Linked DNA regions of Columba livia: region 1 is linked to region 2. Evidence: chromatin contacts called from public Hi-C data. All regions are on one chromosome and are shown on one strand. Each heading gives the region's core, a stretch centred on a gene start, on an enhancer-like site or on the middle of the called end of the contact. The rest is flanking DNA. Distances are from core to core; before and after follow the strand shown.

The links. A called contact is a pair of places that touch in the nucleus more often than the background predicts.
Region 1: a contact with region 2 is called in a Hi-C map of liver, with 1.9 times the contacts expected there. The contact joins the enhancer-like site here to the promoter of CAMK2D in region 2. A contact is called at or near these places in 2 of 2 Hi-C or Micro-C datasets (crop and liver).

Annotation. Positions count from the first base shown.
Region 1 is chr4:69,533,327-69,539,529 of bColLiv1.pat.W.v2, reverse strand. No RefSeq gene overlaps it. Among named protein-coding and RNA genes, the nearest start is that of CAMK2D, 170 kb to the right of the region's middle. Within about 2 kb of position 1,724, at least 1 of the 3 cell types and tissues checked has an H3K27ac peak away from gene starts, as active enhancers do.
Region 2 is chr4:69,363,708-69,369,956 of bColLiv1.pat.W.v2, reverse strand. CAMK2D (calcium/calmodulin dependent protein kinase II delta) reads right to left here and starts at 1,696. Exons shown (of 21, transcript XM_065062256.1): 1 at 1,224-1,696; 2 at 302-396. The coding sequence starts at 1,291.

The sequences.
Region 1 (6,203 bases), core at 475-2,974, 170 kb before region 2:
GACAAAATGACTTGACTGCAGCCAAACCAGTTGCACATGGAGCTCCTTCTGCTTGGACAACTGAAACTGTGAATTATCCCAAAGGGACTTAGACCCCCAGCATGCTCTGGATTGCAAACCTAAACTTGGTTTAGTTTACTCTTCATGTGTACCTTTTAATTTTCTTTGTGGAGCAAAGAAATAGGAATAAAGCAGGCCTAGATATTTTTCATAGCTCCCACAAAGACACACACTCCTCCAAATTAGATGGAAGTTGTAAATGGAAGAAATTTATTTCATGTCACACATACATAAATTCTACCTCTTGTCTCAGAAGCTCCTGGAAGACGGATGAAAGTGTAGCAAATGGAAGGAACTGACTCCTGATAATAAAAATATGTTTAAGCTGTTATCTAGCTTACTTTTCTGAAAAGCAATAAAAAAGTCAACATTAAGTTTTGCAAGCAGATGCTAATGAAACGATGAATGATAGAAGTTTTTACTGCCCCTAACTTCCCCCTTCAATCACACTTGATTACAGACTGAGGACACCAATTACTTGGCTGGTCACCCTTTGACTTCTAAAAGTGTCAAGGATGCCTCTTCACAGTACAACTTGTGATGCTGTTCTGTATAGCAGATACACAGACAGATTTAGGACCACAAAACTTGATCTGAAACATGCTCTCAAATGCTTCTTTCACAATGAGAACTTTTGCAGCCACTTCTTAGGGAGGATTTTGACCCTGTACTAGTGTCTGAACTGCATCAAGCCAGCAGAAAGGAACTGGTCTCTTTGAACAAGAGCCAAATGACAGAATTGCACAGCCATGACCTGAGTAGCAATGCATATTTTTTCTGCTCAGGTACCTGGAGCAGGACCCAGAAAATTCAGTAGCATGTTACTGTACAGGTAGTGTGGCTATCTTGGGCTGCTCATCAAACTCCTCTTATGCCTTTGGCAGCCCTTATGTGCAATCAGATTTCTGCAGTTATCTGGTTTCCTTGGTCTTGCCTCTTCATAGAAGAATGTTTTTTTCGTGTCGGGGACCCAATGACAAGGATGATCCTTCACTGTATGAGCTCACTTCAAACTGAAGTATTTTTTTTTACTGAAAATTATCAATGTATTCATTTCAGTGGAAACAAAGAAAGCTCCTTTAAACGAGGAGCTTGAAAATCTCCAATTATTGAAGAACATTTAAAAAGTCACTTCTGCAAAAATATGTAACAGACAACCTTTTGTTCTGCTTCAGACTCTGCATGCGTGAGTGTGCACTGTAGCATTACATTTTAACCAAGTCACTGTAAAACTGAAACCCTGTAATTATGTCTTTTCCATCAAGCATCACTATCTCAATTCTCCTCCATTTGTCTAACTGCCAGCTCAGAAAGATTCAACTGGCATCTAAACATGCCATCAGGTTCTTCTTGCTTTAGCAGGTCAGTATCAGTGGCAAAAAAAAAGTAACTTGGGTTTCGGGTTTTTTTGAGAGACATTTTTGGTGTGCGTTTTGTTTTCTTTCTCCCCGCCGTGTGTGTCCATCCCCCCCTGTCCCCCATCATAGTTGTTATTTTGTTTGGTTGTTTTGTTTTTCAGGATTTGCAAAGAAAATATACTGCTAATGTTTTACAGATGTATTGGCTTTGAACTGCTGACAGATGCACAAAGTTGATTTTAGCTAATATAATTAACTAGTGTGACCTTCAAAACTCACAGGGTATTAGCACATGCTCTGTTGAGAACAGCAGTACATTGCTGCTACACTTGATTCAAATATTGCCCTTAGAATGTTCTGATGCAGCTTTTCTCAAGATTTGGGAACCACTGCGTAATTTCAGTGGCTAGGATAAACATGAACCTTGCTTTTCAGTGGGAACTTACTTGGGACACTGCCTGTTCCCCACTAACTTGGAAAGCAGAAAGCTTCCTGTCACAGGGACTTCGGAAATGAGTAAACGCCGCAAACCACGATGTGCTGCATGGCATGCAGTGAGGAGTGTGAGCTCCCAAAGCTCTCCTTGTAATTCTGGCCATAAATCCTTCATTCTCAGACTGTAATCACTGTCATTCAGGGAATGAAACTCACCCTTCTTCCTGGAAACCCCTGCCATCCATCAACTTCGTGGCCTTGAGCAAATTATATACTGTCAGTTTTTTAGCCATAAAACTAGGTAGGCAACATAGTAAGGATTAATTACCCAATGTCTTTAAAAGCCTCTCCATCAGGCACCAGAGCATGGCAACACTACACTCAGTTCCACCTGCTGACTGTGCCCCAGGAATGCTCTCACACAAAAGAAAGAGACAAAAAGGTAAGTGGAAAAAAATAAGGAGAATGGAGGGAGTAGAGTTTCAGATATAAAAGTAAATGATTCATTTTGAGAAGTGGCACAGGTTGTCACGATGTTTTTAACATGATAAATGCCACGTGGTAATAACCTCAGGGTTTCTTGTGGAGGGAGGATTAGTTTGGGAAGGGGAGGAAGGCAGGGTGTGAGCACTAGGCAGCAGCAGAGGTGAGCATCCGAGCGGAGGGGCAGGGAGCAGCAGCGGGGTGTTTTGACAGCAAGGTGAAAGGATCTAATGATGGAGAAACCTTCCGACTGCTTTGTGGTCTTGCCATCAAAATGCTTAGATCGTCATGCCAGCTACTCCTCCTCAGAAATGAGTACTGTGAGCTGCTAAGGCCTTTTAATGAAAACTGTATACTCCTCATTCCCCAGCTCTTCCACTCTCTCAGATATCCCCCTTACATCTTTTTGGCAGACAGCGTAGGACTTGTGGGAACTAAAGCAGCTCTGCTTTATCATGTGTGAAAAGCTAGTCTTATGCACCAAAGAGCTGGGAAACAGCGATTATAGAAAGGTGTGAATTTGTTAAGACTCAAACACCAAGATCTACGTAACTATGGAGGAGAGAGTGAATATTCTCCCATGTTGCCTCTTGGTGTACCTCAGGGTCCTGATCTTGAGAAATCCATAACAAAGAACAGATCAGTGAAGCAGTGAGGATTTTTAAGCCTTTGTTATTTGTATCTGTTCACATATTGAAATAAAGAAATGCATCAATTTATTTAAGTAAAGAGACTTGCAATGTTTCCTGCTCTGAGCTTTGTGTTAATTCTCATTGCATTTTTCAGCCTTTGTGGCACCTTTAGCTGACAGGTGCTCAGGGAAAGAGAACCTTTCTGCTATTGTCAGTAGGGAGATATCAGCAACTGTTTTGAGCTGCATTGAAGCAAAACCTACATGCTTCCTTACTTATTTTTCAGTGAAAAAGAACAGAGTAAAGCTGTCTCAAATATTCACTTAGTGGTTTTGGCACTGACATTGTACAAGGGACACTTATGCTCATATTCCTGGCCTGAACAAAAAAGAGCAAAAACTCCTACTTGTGTCTTCTAGACACAAGATCCCTATCCAGATCCCTATGAAAGTGCACCACATCAGGGCCTGAAATCACCATGCTGCTGCTGTGCTTGTCTGTCTCAATTACAGAGTATTTAACTACTTACACAAAGTGGTATGGTCCCAACAGGAGACTGAAACAGGGCCTCCAAAACCAGATCAGACTGATGTGCCAAGACTAATATGTTTCCAATCATGTGCACACAAAATTCATGTTTGATGAAACATGATTTTCATACCAAATGAACTGTGTTTCCGAACTCACAGATCTATTTCAAATTGCAGTGACAGCTTTGAAAGAAATTTCACTTTGTTTTTTTGACTGGAATGTGGTCATGGATGGCTATGTCCTTCTCAGGAAAGACAGGACAGCCAGGCGTGGTGGTGGAATTGCTCTTTACGTGAGGGAGCAACTACAATGTTTTGAGTTCTATTCAGGGGTGGATGAGGAGTTGAGAGTCTGTGGGTGAGAGTTAAGGGGCAGGCTGGCAGGGGTGACACTGTTGTGGGTGTCTGTTACAGGCCACCAGATCAGGGTGAGGAAGTTGATGAGGCCTCTACAGACAGCTGAGAGCAGCCTCACAGTCACAGGCCCTGGTTGTGGTGGGGGATTTTAACTTCCCTGATGTTTGCTGGAAGGACTACTCGGCCAGCCACAGTCCAGGAGGTTCCTCCAGTGCTTTGATGATAACTTCCTCATGCAGAAGGTGGAGGATCTGACTAGAAGAGGAGCACTGCTGGAACTCATCCTCACTAACAAGGAGGGTCTGGTTGAAGTGGTAAAGGTTGAGGGCTGCCTTGGTTGCAGTGACCATGAAATAGTGGAGTTCAGGATCGCCTGTGGCAGGAACAGAATAGCAAGCAGAATTGCAACCCTGGACTTGAGTAGGGCCAACTTTGGCCTTTTTAAGCTATTGCTAGGGGAAATCCCATGGGCAAGGCTGCTTGATGGTTGGTTAGCAGTCAAGGACTGCTGCTTCCAAGCTCACCATCAGAGCATCCCGACACGTAGGAAGTCAAGGAAGGGAGCCAGAAGACCTGTGTGGTTAAACAGGGAGCTTCTGGGCAAACTCAAGTGGAAGAGGAGAGTTTACAGATCATGGCAGGAGGGGCTGGCCACTTGGGGAGAATATGAGGCTGTTGTCACAGGACGTAGTGAGGCAACTAGGAAAGCTAAGGCCTCCTTAGAATTAAACCTGGCGAAAGGGGTCAAGGACAACAGAAAGAGCTTCTTCAAATACGTGGCACATAAAACTAACACCAGAGGCAATGTAGGCCCACTGATGAAAGAGGTGGGTGCCCTGGTGACAGAAGATACAGAGAAGGCAGAGTTACTGAGTGCCTTCTTTGTCTCTGTCACTATGCCGGAGGCTGTCCTCGGGAGCCCTGTACCCCTGAGGCCCCAGAGGAAGTCAGGACAATGGAGGAGTTTGCCTCAGCTGATGAGGACTGGGTTAGGGAGCAATTAAGCAATCTGGACAGCAATAAATCCATGGGTCTAGATGGGATGCACCCACGGGTGCTGAGGGAGCTGGCTGAAGTTATTGCTAGGCCACCCTCCATCATCTTTGCTAAGTCATGGGAAATGGGAGAGGTGTCTGAGGACTGGAGGAAAGCAAATGTCTCTCCAGTCTTCAAAAAGGGCAAAAAGGAGGATCCGGGTAACTATAGACTGGTCAGTCTCACCTCCATGCCCAGAAAGGTGATAGAACAACTTATCTTTTGTGCCATCTCAATGCATATCAAGAATAAGAGGGTCATTAGGGGCAGTCAACATGGCTTCACCAGGGAAGTCGTGCTTGACCAACCTCATAGCCTTTTATGAAGACATAAACAGGTGGATAGATGATGGCAGAGCAATGGATGTGGTCTGTCTTTATTTCAGTAAAGCATTTGACACAGTCTTCCACAGCATCCTTACTGCTAAACTGAGGGAGTGCAGTCTGGATGATCGAGTAGTGACGTGGACTGCGAACTGGCTGAAGGAAAGAAGCCAGAGAGTTGTGGTCAATAGGACAGAGTTGGAGGCCTGTATCTAGAGGAGTGTTTCAAGGGTCGATACTGGGACCAGTACTATTCAGTGACTTGGATGAGGGAATAGAGTGTACTATTGGCAAGTTTGGTGGTCATACCAAGCTGTGGGGAGTGGCTGACACTGGAAGGCTGTGCTGCCATCCAGCAAGACCTGGACAGGCTAGAGTGTTGGGCAGGGAAAAATTTAATGAAATATAACAAGGGCAAGTGTAGTCTTGCATCTGGGTAGGAATAAACCCAGGTTCCAGTATAAGTTGGAGAATGACCTGTTGGAGAGCAGTGTAGGGGAAAGGGACCTGGGGATCCTGGTGGACAGCAAGATGACCATGAGCCAGCACTGTGCCCTTGTGGCCAGGAAGGCAAATGGCACCCTGGCGTTTATTAGAAGGGGGGTGGTTGAGAGAGGTTCTCCTTCCCCTCTACTCTGCCCTGGTGAGACCACATCTGGAATATTGTGTCCAGTTCTGGGCCCCTCAGTTCCAGAAGGACAGGGAACTGCTGGAGAGAGTCCAGCGCAGGGCAACAAGATGATGGAGTGGAGCATCTCCCGTGTGAGGAAAGGCTGAGGGAGCTGGGACTCTTTAGCTTGGAGGAGACTGAGGGATGACCTCATTAATGTTTACAGATATATAAAGGGCGTGAGTGTCAGAAGGATGGAGCCAGGCTCTTCTCAGTGACAACCAGTGACAGGACAAGGGGCAATGGGTACAAACTGGAACACGGGAGATTCCATTTAAATTCCAGAAGAAACTTCTTCCCGGTGAGGGTGCCAGAGCCTG
Region 2 (6,249 bases), core at 447-2,946:
AAAATAAAGAGGCTGCATTACGGTACATTGTTTTAGAATTTGTACATCTTGAAATGCTTTGCAACAACCTCAGACCTCCATGCAATCAATACATGACACATTTAACACGGAAAAAGAACAAGCGCTCTTAAAGGAAATGGGGGGAAGAATGTATTAGGAAAATTAAATAATTTGGGGGTTTTTGTTGATGGTGGTTTGGGGCTTTCTTTTCGTTTGGTTTTGTTTTTTGACGCTTTCCACAAGAATGCAAAAAGAAAAACGGGGAGAAGGTATCATAAATACTGGGTGAAAATATACCCACCCCTAGCCGAAAGCTTTTTGGTGTTGATAATTTTGGCAGCATACTCTTGTCCTGTGGTGATTTTCATACACCTCCTCACGACAGAGAACGCCCCTCTGGAAACCAAGAAGCAGACAAAGTGTCAGCCCAGCTGCAACAGTCGCTGCCACCGCCGGCGCGAGGCTTGTAACGGGCGTCAGCGAGAGGTGCGATGTCGATCCACACTGATTTTATTCACCCGAGCACTAAACTCTGGGCAGAAACGCGAGTGGGAGCCGAAGCGCTCCTCGGCCGGGCGGCCGGGCGGCACGTCTTCACCCGCCCCAGCCCGACACACACGGCGGGGGCAGCGCGGCGGTGGCCCCGTCCCCCCCGCCCCGGTGACACCAACATGGCGAGCGGGACCTGAGAATCGCCGGCCGCGGCTTCGCGTCGCCTCCCGCCCCGCCGCCGGGGGGCGCCGCGCCCCACCCCGCGCGCCGGCCGTTAGCGGCGCGCGTGAGCCCCCAACGGCCGCCGGTCACCGACCGACCCCCCAGCCCCACCCGCTACAGCGAGAACAATAATGATAATAACAATAAAAAATGGCCATAACGCAGCTCCGGCGCCTCCCGCGTCGGGAGGCCGGGGGCAGCCCCGCGCCGCCCGCCTGGAGTCTGCCGCCGCCCCGGGGCCGGACGCACCCGCGGGGACGCGCGGGCGGGCGCGGAGCCCGATCCCGCACCCGCTAATACCGCCCGGCTGGGGGCGCAGGGCTGGGGCCAGGGCGCTGCCCCAGGTGGCCCTGACAGCGGGGCGCCCCGCCGGGCTTTCAGCACCGGTGAAGCGGCCCCCGGCCATGGCTCCCTCCCGGCACCGACCCCTCGGTGTCACCGCTGCCTTCCTCCCGCCCCAGCTCCCCAGTCCCCAACGGCGGGGCGCGCCCGGCGGGCTCCGTGCTTACTTCCCGAGCTCCTCGAAGAGCTGGTACTCGTCGGTGAACCGGGTGCAGGTGGCGGTTGAGGCCATCATGAGGACGGGCGGCCGCCGGTGCCTCCGGCGGCCACGGACGGCGAGGCGGTAGCGGCGGAGGGGCTGCGCGGCGGGCGAGGCGCGGCGAGGTTAAGCAAAGCTCCGCGCCGGCTTCTCCTCCGCGCGGGCTTCTCCTCCCCGCCGCCGCCTCCTCCCGTGACGGCGCTGCCTCCGTGCCCTCCTCTCCGCCAGCTGGCGCGTCCTCCCCGCGCAGGTCTTCCCCACCCTTAACGAAAATAAATAAATAAATGTCTCTTCTCTCTCCAGCCCGCGCCGCCCGCCGGGGGAGGTGACGCCGAAAGGGAAAATAAAACCGGGTCGGGGGCGCGTCCGTCCTCTGCTCTCCTCCCTCCGCACTCCCCTGGCGGCGAGCGGGCCCGGCGCCTCCTGCCAGCCAGCGCGGCCGCCGCGGCTCTGCCCCGTCTCCCGGTGCCGTGCCTCCCCCTAGCGACCCGCGGCCGCGCCGTCGCGGCTCTCTGCTGCCGCCTCGCCGCCGGCTCTGCCTCCGGCCCGCCCCGCCCGTCGGGGACGCTGTGCGGAGGGGACTGTCACGCTGTGGCCGGGCACCTGCGCTGCACCGGGAGCGGGGCAGAGACGAGACCGACCCGGCCCGACCCCCCCGCTCCGCAGCGAGAACAGCGGCGGGAGGGGCGCGCGCCCGCTGCCTCCCGCCCGGAGGAAGCGGATGCACCTGCGCCCCGTTCCTCGGCGACCGCTGACGTCACAAACCGCCCGGCAGGGGCCGGGGGGGGGGGGGTCGGAGGGGGAAAGCGGTGGCGGAGCTCGCGTGCGCGCGCAGCGCCCGCACCCGCCGGGAAGCGCGAGCCCGGGAGCGGCGGGGGCGCCCCGCCCGCCGGCGCGCGCTCCGGCCCGTGGCGTCACGAGTGGCCCTGCCCCGCGCGCGGGAGGGCAGCGGGACCGGGAGGGCAGCGGGACCGCGCGTGCGCGGGGCCGCGCGTGGGGCCGCGCGCGGGGCTGCGGCGGCAGCGCGTGCCCGCACCGGGCAGCCCCGGGACCGCGGGGGGCGCTGTGCGGGGGGCGGCGGCGGCACCGCGCGCGGTGAGGGGACCCAGCGGGACCCAGGGAGGAGAACGGCGGGCAGCTCGGGGAGCGCCGCGCACACCGAGACCCGCGCACACCGAGCCCCGCACCGCCCGGCACTGCCACATGTCACAGTAACTGTTGTGCCCAATATTCCCTGCGCAGCCCGACGGGGCGACTGGAGCCCTCGCGCAGGCAGCGCTTGTGCGGTGATGGAGATAAAGCGCAGTAGTAACCAGCTGTGTCGGTTGTGTGACCTTGGGCTAATTTCTGTCCCAGATAAGGGCAGAGAGCGTGCCACCACATCACCGAATGAGCGCAAAATGAGCGTTACCAGGCCCTCCGAACTGCACTGAAATTCAAGAGATAATTCTGCAAGATACTGCAAATGTGATTTTTAATTTTTGAAGTGTTTGGGATGCAATTGTTTTAATGTTTCTGAGAGCAATACTGAAAATGCTGTTGAAATAAAGCGTTTGTGTGTTGGAATTTTGTGGTCGAAGTGGAAAAGGTGTGGATATTTGGTTTACCCATAATATTTCATTTTCTAAAATATTTAAAGCGGAAATAATGCCAGATGAAGAAATGGTAGTTGTTGGAACTATAACAACTTTCAAAAGCAAAACTCACTATTTCCCAACTTTGACATTTTTACTTTAAAAAGCTTTTCAAATGTGTATGTACCACCAAATTGTTGTTGTTGTTGTTTTACTTCACTCCTGTTTGTGGCCTCAGGTTTGCCAATGATTATTTGCTTTGCTTTGAGCAAGTCATTTTGCTTTTATTCTCTTCTGATAAACTAAGTGGTGGTGAGATAAGAGTTAAATTAACATCTGCACAGCATTTTAAACGTTTATTCAATATGTGAACACGGATGTGTGTACAATGTGAATGCATAAACCTATATACTAGGGCAATTTTCCTCTGGGTGAGGCCACTGCCCCTGGTACAAATACACTGAAATTCATGGCATAAAGGCTGCAGCAAAGGAAGACTTTGAAACTTGCGAGCAAGTACAAAACGTTTACTCTCTAAGTTCCTCTCCAAGGGAACGTTTGGTGCAGCACCACGAGTAGGAAAAGACTGGAGGATGTTTCAATTTAGAGCAGCAAATTTACATGGAAGCAAGAATGAATCTATTCTCAGATCAGTGCATTAAAAAGTATTCAGAAGGGAAGTATATATTTTAGTTCCCTCTAACAAAAATATAACATGCGAGTTGTGCATAATTTTGTATATATCTGCATAAATAACACATTCAGCAGTACTGAAACCCAGAGTGGTGTGATGATTGTGAGTATTTATGGGGATATGTCTGCCAGGTTCCTTATCTGTACATACATAGACATTAAAAAACATATTCCCCTGTCCTATGTCAGAGTATATCCTGACAACAAGCATTTGGCCAAAATATCAGTACTGTGCCATGCATTTATTATTTAATTAATAAAAAATGTTCAGGAGACATTATTAAACTCAATTCACATGTTTGCTGATTTTTTTAATGACATAAGGATGCGTGATCCAAACAGTGTTTGCTTGTTTGTTTGTTTTAATTCATTTTGTTTGTGCTTGTTTGTTTGTTTCCCATTTTACAATCTGAAAACAAACAAACAAAGTCCAAGAAGAGGCCAAGGAGTTCTCACAGAAATATCAAGTACGATTTTTTTACTAGGAGCTAAGGAAAGAAAATAGTTGTTTACAAGATGAGTATCATAGGACTTGGAGAATTTCCATGAGGAGAGATACTAGGGAAGTGATTAATAGCCTGAAAACACTTCAGGTGTGGTTCTTTTCTTTGTTTCATTTTGCTTTTTTCTTATTACAACAACCCTTTCTTTAATGTAATTCACTCTTGAGCTGAAAAAAAAACGTAATTTGTAGCTGCCATTTAAGTACTCCATAAATTCCCCAAATTCTTTCGGAGTAGACCAAAGCAGCCAGAATGGCAGCCAAGGATCTGCCCTTCTAGGTTAACTTCTAAAAGCTGGTTAGAGCTTCAAGTTTCTATTAAGGCCACAGAAGCACTTAATCTGTAGTTGCTCTAGTGGATATGGAAAGTCAGATCTCAATAATGAACAAAAAAAGGCTTAAAAATATCCCAGAGCGTGTTTCTCTTCTTCAGATTTTTTTTTTTTCATGGAGCAGTAAGCAGTTCAAGTTGTAAGAAACTGAATAACAAAATGTTACAGCTCGGTGGAATGAATTATATTTTCAGCTTCAGAATTTGAAACATTTATTGTGGCAAAGAAAATTTTATTATTTTAAGAGTTTGCTATTCAGCAAGGTCGTTGCTTTATATGGCTTTATTTTTAGACTGCCAAAGTGAGGTTTTCATTTAATTTCTGATCTTGCAAATACAGATTTTCAATTTGCTTATGTTTTGAAGGAGTCAGAGGGCTTTCAAAAGGTCATTCGGGTAAACTTCTCATTATGGGCACTGCTAGGAATATTGTATATTTAGTTCATGAACAAATGCAGCAGCCATTTACAGCAGAGGTCTAGGCAGAAAATGGCCTGAAAGCCTGAGTAATCTTGGGGTTTAGATAAATCCTCACTTTATAACCAGATGGTCTTGAACAGAAATCCTTAGTCTTTCCAAAGGTTTCATGTATTCTTGTGGCAAAGCGCTTATGGCCTTGGGGCAACTGACTGAAAACACTGGAGCAGTTACAGGTACATTTTTGCAGTAAAGCTGAAAACCTGGAATTTGATCAATAAAATATCCCTAACTTGTTGATTTAAAATGCAATCCAAACTGCTAAAATTTATGGATTAGTTGGCAGTCACTTTCTTAACAACATATTGAAAGCGTATCTGAAGATAGCAGGAAAAATGGAGAGAAGTTAATCAGAGAAAAGATCAAGTATGTGGAAACAAGGGAAGGTGTAAGAACAGAAGGAAAAAAAAAAAAGCATCAACAGTGAGAAATCACAAAGGAGGCAATATGTGGGTTTCCTGTTCATTGTAATAGCTTGAACTGGAGGCAACAGATTTCAGGTCAGTCCTGAATCATTTGTTGCACCACATGTTGTATCTCTCTTTTGTTTTTTCATTGGAGCTGTTGGACTTTCCTAAATAATTTCAGGTCAGTCCTGAATCATTTGTTGCACCACATGTTGTATCTCTCTTTTGTTTTTTCATTGGAGCTGTTGGACTTTCCTAAATAAAGTTTTTGGGAGGCAGAGGCAGTGGTAACATCACCTGGCTGGCATGTCAGAGACTCCCTCATCGTAGCCTGTAATTTTCAAGTGATGATGGTGGTCTAACACGTGTCCTAATGTCTTCTGTTGGAGCAACTCCCTCCCAAACACCTTTTCACCCACAGCCCCGGGTGCTGACTCCAGATACCGGATGCCAGTCCCAGATCATCTGGGTCTCCAGTGAGTCCTAAAGAGCTGAGGTGGAGCTGCTGAGGAACCTGCCCTAGGGTTGGTTTCCTTTCCATGGGGAAGCTTTCTTGCTCAGTCCCTTGCTGCAGTTGTTCCACCATGCGTGCATAAGCACTCCGAGAAGTAGATCCTTGAAGGTTCCCCAAAGAAAATTAATTGTTTATCCATTATTTACACTCCTGGCAAGCATCTCACTACCTGACTATGGCAGTGTGTGTGTATGTTCACTCTTATTCTCCTGCTGGAGCACTCTTACGTAGGATTAATTTGCTTTTCAGTGAACCAGAAAGATGTTGGCAGAATAACTGATTTGATAGCTCAGTGATTCTGTCATGCTCTTGGTATGCAGGAGACCAAGACTTCTCTCTGGCCTAAAAAAGCATTACTCCTGACAGACTAGGAGAGGTTGCTGGCCATTTAACTCCTACCTCCAGAAGCACTACAGAGAGAACTAGGTGAAGAATTAATGTGGATTTTTATATATTTTTAAATCTTTTTTGGTTTGTGTTTTTTTTTGGTGCATGT